Linked DNA regions of Xenopus laevis: region 1 is linked to region 2. The links are chromatin contacts, called in public Hi-C maps. All regions are on one chromosome and are shown on one strand. The core of a region is the stretch at or near the end of the contact, and the rest is flanking DNA. Distances in the headings are between cores, read along the strand shown. Region 1 overlaps bahcc1.S (BAH and coiled-coil domain-containing protein 1). Region 2 overlaps bahcc1.S (BAH and coiled-coil domain-containing protein 1).

Evidence for each region. Hi-C and Micro-C count contacts between places; a contact is called where the count stands out from the background.
Region 1: a contact with region 2 is called in a Hi-C map of the XTC cell line, with 2.0 times the contacts expected there. The contact joins two enhancer-like sites. A contact is called at or near these places in 2 of 4 Hi-C or Micro-C datasets (the XL177 cell line and the XTC cell line).

What each region holds. Positions count from the first base shown.
Region 1 is chr9_10S:23,582,423-23,585,944 of Xenopus_laevis_v10.1, reverse strand. bahcc1.S (BAH and coiled-coil domain-containing protein 1) reads right to left here. Exons shown (of 28, transcript XM_018238333.2): 3 at 3,235-3,417. Among protein-coding and RNA genes, the nearest start is that of bahcc1.S, 62 kb to the right of the region's middle. Within about 2 kb of position 2,169, at least 1 of the 7 cell types and tissues checked has an H3K27ac peak or open chromatin away from gene starts, as enhancers often do.
Region 2 is chr9_10S:23,531,187-23,534,551 of Xenopus_laevis_v10.1, reverse strand. All of the region lies in intron 1 of bahcc1.S (BAH and coiled-coil domain-containing protein 1), which reads right to left. Among protein-coding and RNA genes, the nearest start is that of bahcc1.S, 11 kb to the right of the region's middle. Within about 2 kb of position 1,566, at least 1 of the 7 cell types and tissues checked has an H3K27ac peak or open chromatin away from gene starts, as enhancers often do.

The sequences.
Region 1 (3,522 bases), core at 920-3,419, 51 kb before region 2:
ATTGCACTCACCGGGTTTTATGACCAACATTAACCTTTTCAATGCTGGAGAGAGCTAGCACACAAGTGAGAGGAAAAACTTAACATGCTTGTTGGCATAATGTGGGATCTGGGCAAGGAAGGGTTAAAGCGTGGCCAGCTAATGCCACACCCCAACTGCTATAACAATAGTTCAGAATCTGAGCAACAGAGACAAGCAGAAGTGAGAGCTTGAGGTGATATTGGCTCATGGCCCTGGCATCATGCCCAGCTGCTATTCTGAAAGGATGCCAGCTGGCTCAGTCCACACCAGAATTACACTTGCCCCCCCCCCATCTTTTTCAGTCTGTATGTTCTAAGTAGAGTGGGAGGAAAAAGGAAAGTGAGAGCAAAAGGAAAGTGAGAGCAAAAATATAGAACATAAACAGAAAGACACCAAGGGACACCAATACACAAACCAACATGGTGATACAGATTAATGCATGCAAATAATTTTACATTATAGTACATCCCAATGCACACATACTGTGCATACATATAATGGAATAGTGATCTGCAGATAAATACCAAGGGACATGCAACTAAAAAATGAAAATTACCCACACAGACAAATGCTAACAAACACACACCAAGTTTATTTTTAAGATATAAATGCCTCACCCTGAGGGCTGAAACTGTTTGTCGTTATACAATGGGAGTTTTTTACCCACAAGCAAAACGGACATTCAACACCTTAATAACAAAAAAATTAACTGTCTCAAAAACATCATAAATGCCTCCAGGTTGCCTCAGTCATTCTGTACATAAAAAAAAAAGCATGCAAGTTTATGGGAAGCCTCATCTCACCAGCAATAACGTAGCAATATTGACGCCATATTAGTTGTGCCCTTCATAGTGATATTGTGTAGGATATATTAAGTAGAGAAAAACAGATTAAAGTGGACACACTACCACTTAACCAGGACATGAACATGGAATGGCATAGCAATAACAATATATGTGTAGCCTTATATGGCATTTGCTTTTAGATGGGGACTGGAAAGATTCAGAATAAGGCAAATAATTAAAAATAAATAATGAAGACCAATTGAAAAGTTGCTTAGAATTGACCATTCTATAAATTAAAGTATGAACCACCCCTTTAAAGAATATTAAAAGGATGTCAACAATTGCCTGTATTTGACAAGTGCAATTTTACCCCTGGAAAAAACATTATCATTGATATTCTAGATCTAAGACATATCAGGAGGATGTATACAGGACCATACAGGCTGAACCTAACAAGTGCAGTCAGTCAGATTTTTAATGTTCAAGATCTCCTTGGAAGGCAACCTTTGGTTAGGGCCCTGTTTGGATAATTACAAGGTTATAGATCTACAGACCCTGCTACATTAGTCATTATTAAACATATCTAGGGCAAAATTGTGGACAGCACCCTAGTTTCCCTCATAACTCAATCTCTGCCTCCCCCCACCCTGCTCCAAGCAGTCCCATAGTTTGGGAACCCCTGTCCTACTGTGAAATATTCTTTAAAGTAATAATTACAAGTATAAGCAAATTTAGTGGTAACATTCCAAAGCTCTTTAAATGAAACTATACCATAAACAGTAATATATGTACACGTTCAGATCCTTTTAAATAATTTATTTATGTATGGTGTATGTTATATAGTGTCATGTTAGCGGTTGTCAGTTTGTAATAAGGGTTCTGCAGTGTGAAAAGCTAACCTCTAACCTTAAGCTCCCAGGTGTCTCCCTGCAATGCTACCAAACCAGTTTATCTAGGGCGGGGATGAGGGTAGCAGGGGGCAGGTTATAGCCTAGGCCTATTGTGCTTTCTGAAAATCCACAGAGAATGAATGAATGGAGACAAATTTATAACAAAACTAAGCTACTGATAATGTTGCTATTGTTGCAAAATGTTCTAGTTGCTGATGGATAAAGACTCCAGTTAATTGATCTTCTATTCAAGACAAAGGTGTTTTTATTTCAGGATCAGCCAAAATCAATATTAAAAAGCAGTGTATGTATTTTGACCGGTTATCTAAGGGGCAGCCATTGGTCCCAGTGTGGACCAATGCATTATCATTATTATTACAATTGTGAACATTATGAAAAATATTACTATTTTTATTACTACTTTATTACTATTGTTAGCATAATCAGCGGCGATCTCGGGGGTGCAGCCCAGATGATGCCGCCCCCTCTCAGTGCTTAAAAATCTGTGCCGAAGCGTGTCAAAAGGGACCAGCATCGCTAGTGCATTGAGCGCAATTGCGCTCTCTGCACTAGCGGAGCCAAATTTCCGGGTTAAAACACGGAAATTCGGCTCTTGAAGTTACAAGAGGCGGATTTTTGTCACCCCTTGTAACTGGCCGCTCACTGCCGCCTGAGGCAAGGGTCTCATCTGAGCATAATTATAATATACTTGTGATTGTTCAATTCTATTTTTCATGTCCAGTTTCAACTCTGCTGTGTTCGTGCACACGCAGGCTGATCGGATTCAAATCAATGGAGCAGAGCAGAGGCAAGGAGCAGATACTTCAGCCTGTGTGCCCTCAGCGTGAAAAGTACATAAAAGTTGGTTTAATATTTCTAGTTAGTATTTAGCTCATTTAAAGTGAACTACTTCTCAGACAGGCAAGTACTTTGAAGCTTGGCTTTACTTATCCTATATCTCTGTAACGGACATGGGTGGTGTTTTGCATGTGACTGACAAAAAGTGGTGCTATCTTTCTGTGCAGAACTAGCAATGACCCTTTCATGACCCCACCTACCGCCAGTAAATAGAGAAAACATTCCTGCTGCAAATTATAGTATTGTTTTACTTTTAAAACAAGTTAAAAAAAAAAGAAATAAAAAAAGAATATGTTTTTCATGATGACGGGACCCAGCAAGCTCCAAGTGCTGCAAGTCACATGACCATTCCATATCAGTTTCAGTCAATATCATGACCCCCACTTTCATATAATATTCGTGTGTGTCAGGAGGGTTTAAAAAAAAAAAAAAAAAACACACACACATAACTTGAATTTTACCTGCTTATCAAGATTACTGGGATGTAAAGCATGAAATAAAGAGATAGTTAATGCTACTTGACAGACACACACACGTTGCTGAGGGCACCCACATAGTCTTTAAAGCAGAAGCCATAGAAGGAATGTGTTTCACATTTCACACATAGCCATGAGGCATCTTACAAAAAGTCACACAGATCCTGCACACTTATTCATTTTGATTTCACCCCTGTCACTGACCTTCATGGGAGTGAGAGAACCAGATCTGGGAGGTGCCAGTCCCATGGGGTCCCCTGTAGGTGGTTTCTTGGGGGGAGTTTGATGCTCCTGCTGGATGCGCTGCTGCTGCTGCTGAACCAAGGCTGCTACTCAGGAAACTGCCCATGAAAGAGGGTGAGGAGTTTGCCATTAAAGCGCTCCCAGCTGCAGAGAGAAAAAAGGAATCTTGTAAATACATAATTAAATTTTGCATTTATTATACAATAAGCCAGAAATCACTTTGTGCACAAAATATAGCTTCTGTGGAAA
Region 2 (3,365 bases), core at 317-2,816:
TTATAATAATGAGGTTACACTTATGAGGTTATACAGCATCCGCGATGAAAAAATGAACGATAGCTTTCTCTATAAAGGCATTATATTTAAACATTTAATGGGGGCCTGTCAGGTCTGGAATGGGAATCAAAATAGGCGTTTCAGGTACACAGAGGCCCAAACAGCCCCCCCCCCCACACACCAGCCCAATGAATAGTGTATCTATGGCACTTTACAGCAGTCCATCTGGTATTTGCCAGAACCCACAGATTGCCAGTCCTGTGCACTTACATATTGCTTCTTTACACGTACTTGCAGTCCTACTTAATCGCGCATAAATCTATTATAATCTATATCTTTAAAATAAACTACACATGCAGTGCAAATGTAATGTATGGCAAATGACTGGACTTGTATTGAAAATTTGTATATATTTGCGTCTGATTTGTGGTTTTGACTTTTTTTTGTTATACGTATACTCCTAAAACAAAGTAGTTAGAAAAGGGAAACATAAATGGGGTTGGTTATGGCATAGGTGGGTGCCAGCAGGCAAGACAAGCGATATCTTCCCCATGGGCCGCTGTTCCATATTGCAATTATTTTGCATTTAAGTTATCCTCTTTCTAACCCTTGTAAGGGGTTGACTAAGCCATCTCTGATATTTTGCAGTAACCTGTATGATCAGTACAAGCACAGACTGCACTTAGTGTCAAAGAATCAATTTTCGGAATTTTTGTATGAATAATCTCAAGTGACTTTACCGTCTCTTTCAAACATTCCAAATACTTTTGGGGGATCTAATTCAAAATCTTCTAGAGATTTATATGATCTTCTTTCCAAAGGGTGCTGCTACGTATACACGGGGTGGTGGAACAATGCAAACACAGTATAATTTGGGGTGACTATAGTCTATAGTCACTACATGCTATAAGGCTTCCCCCACCCTGGTGTGTGGAGTCATCCTGCAATAATCTGTACTATATCTATCACTCTGCTCTGGTAAGAAGAAAAAAAATGTCTGAGCTGCACTAAAACAGAGCAAGTGCTCTGCCACCAAACATCTTACTGTCACAAAAAGACACATTAGTACCCCATTTGGGGTATGGGTGAGCGGCAGACTATCCAGAATCTTTCCCATAAATAATTCTGTACTCCGTCCTGAGAATTTAGAACATACATACTATATGCAGTCCAAATGTCCCCGCAGCTCTACACTGTACCATGAACATCAACTTTGTTCTATATGAAATCCTTCATCAACGGTGGGAAGATGAACTGTACGAAATCTAGAGAGATTGTATTTCCTGGCAGCCTAGCAGAAAGGGCATTTCCTTGCAGACAGCACAGAATAGAAGCCGATCTAAGGGCAATCAGTATGGCAAGTTCCCCATTCCAGTCGGAAAGTGCTGACTTACACATCTGCCATAGAAATGGAAAGGAATCTAGTGCTGGCATGTCACACTTCCCTTCCACTTACACAACAGATAACACAGGTTTAGCCGAATATTTACCCCACTCAACTCGGAACCTTCAGCTGGCCGGTGGCCACATTCCAACTGGGCCTTTAGCATTAACCCTCTCGTGTTTCAGGCGTACTGCATCAGCTATTAATCCCCTTTTTTTGCAGCAACCACGCGGTCACTGGACGCCTCACCCTGGGTATGTGGGTGATAAAACAAGTAATGATTCCCTGCAGCTGCCCGTATGTAATAGCTGAACTACAGACGCACACATACACAAAGTCCTAATGGGTCATTCAACACAGGAAGACGTGGCAGTCTTGAAGTATAGTTGAATATTTATTAAAATTTCAAACAGAAATAGTGCTGATGGTCTTATCTGCTGTGCTACGCCTTTATTTTTTTTACTAATTTTTACTAATAAAGATATAAAATAGTTATTTAAGCAGAAGCATGGACAATGACGGTGCAGCCAGCTCTCTCTATTTGCATCCATTGTATACTTATATAGGCGATTTTTATCTAGTGCCACTGTATAGCAAATATCTCCGTTTAGAAGGATTGTGGTATTGCAAGACTTTCTAATGCAGCCTCTCTGTGACACAATACAAACACAACTATATGAGACTATATTAAATTTTGTGTAATTTGCCCAGCGTGCAAACTGGACAGGTATAGAACAATGGAGCTCCCAGTGAGTCGCAGTGTTTATTGGCTGTTAAAGTGGTTGTTAATTTTTAATTTGTTTTATTCGATGGCTCTCCAGTTTGCAGTTTCAGCAATCTGGTTGCTAGGGTCCGAATTTCTCTAGCAACCATGCACCGGTTCAAATAAGACACTGGAATATGAATAGGAGAGGACTAGAATAGAAAGACGAGTAATAAAAACTAGCAATAAATATATATTTGTAGACTTACAGAGCATTTGTTTTTTAGATGGGGTCAGTGGTCCCCATTTGAAAACTGGAAAAGTCATAATAAGAGGGCAAATAATTCGAAAACTATAAAAAAAAATGAAGGCACTAAAAACTAAGAATTAGTAGCCATACTATAACAAACTAAAATTTACCTGAAACATTTCGGTAGTTACAGCCTCCTTGAGTCTCCTGCTGAGTGGTGTGAATACTCACTTGTACATGTACTGATTCCTAATGCCTTTTCTCGGGGCAGATATTCGTTGGCCTGTTTGCTAACCTATTAATATGCTATTACATTCTAAATAGTTGCTCAATTTAGCGGTCACAGGAATATTTTACTTTTAAATTAAAGAGAGCTGTATGTACATATGAATGTAGCTAACCTCTCTCTTTTGTATTATTATGTAGTGTATCCACTAGGTAGAGTATTAAAATTGTGTATAGACAAATACTTGATGTATGTTTATTATTCCTGTTCATTTTGTCTCTTCACACCTTGCTAACTTATATAACACACAAGTGATGTGAATAAACTGCACTATAACATAAGGATATTAGAAGTCACAGAGGAGTTCCATGACCATATAAAACCACAAGGCCGAAGGCCAAGTGTTTTTATACAGTCTTGGAACTCCGAGGTATCTTCTAATATCCTCATATTTTGCAGCAGGGGGTACTTTATTTATTATAATACACAAGTTTCAGTGAGTCTTGTGACAGAAATGGCATCACTGCTCACAGTTTATAACTGATGACATCAGTACTCACCGTTCATAAGGATATAATTTATAAGACATGAGAGATATTCATGTCTTTTGTGTAGTATACCGTATAAACGTGTTTAGTGTTGACACTTCACATGACATAAGAAATAATGTATCTCCTGAATTAAAGTAGAAGTCACTGTATCTATCTATCTATCTATCTATCTATCTATCTATAAAAGGTCCCAGCAGGGACCGAAACGTTGGAAATAGATACTATGTAATAATAAAAATTAAATTTTTTCA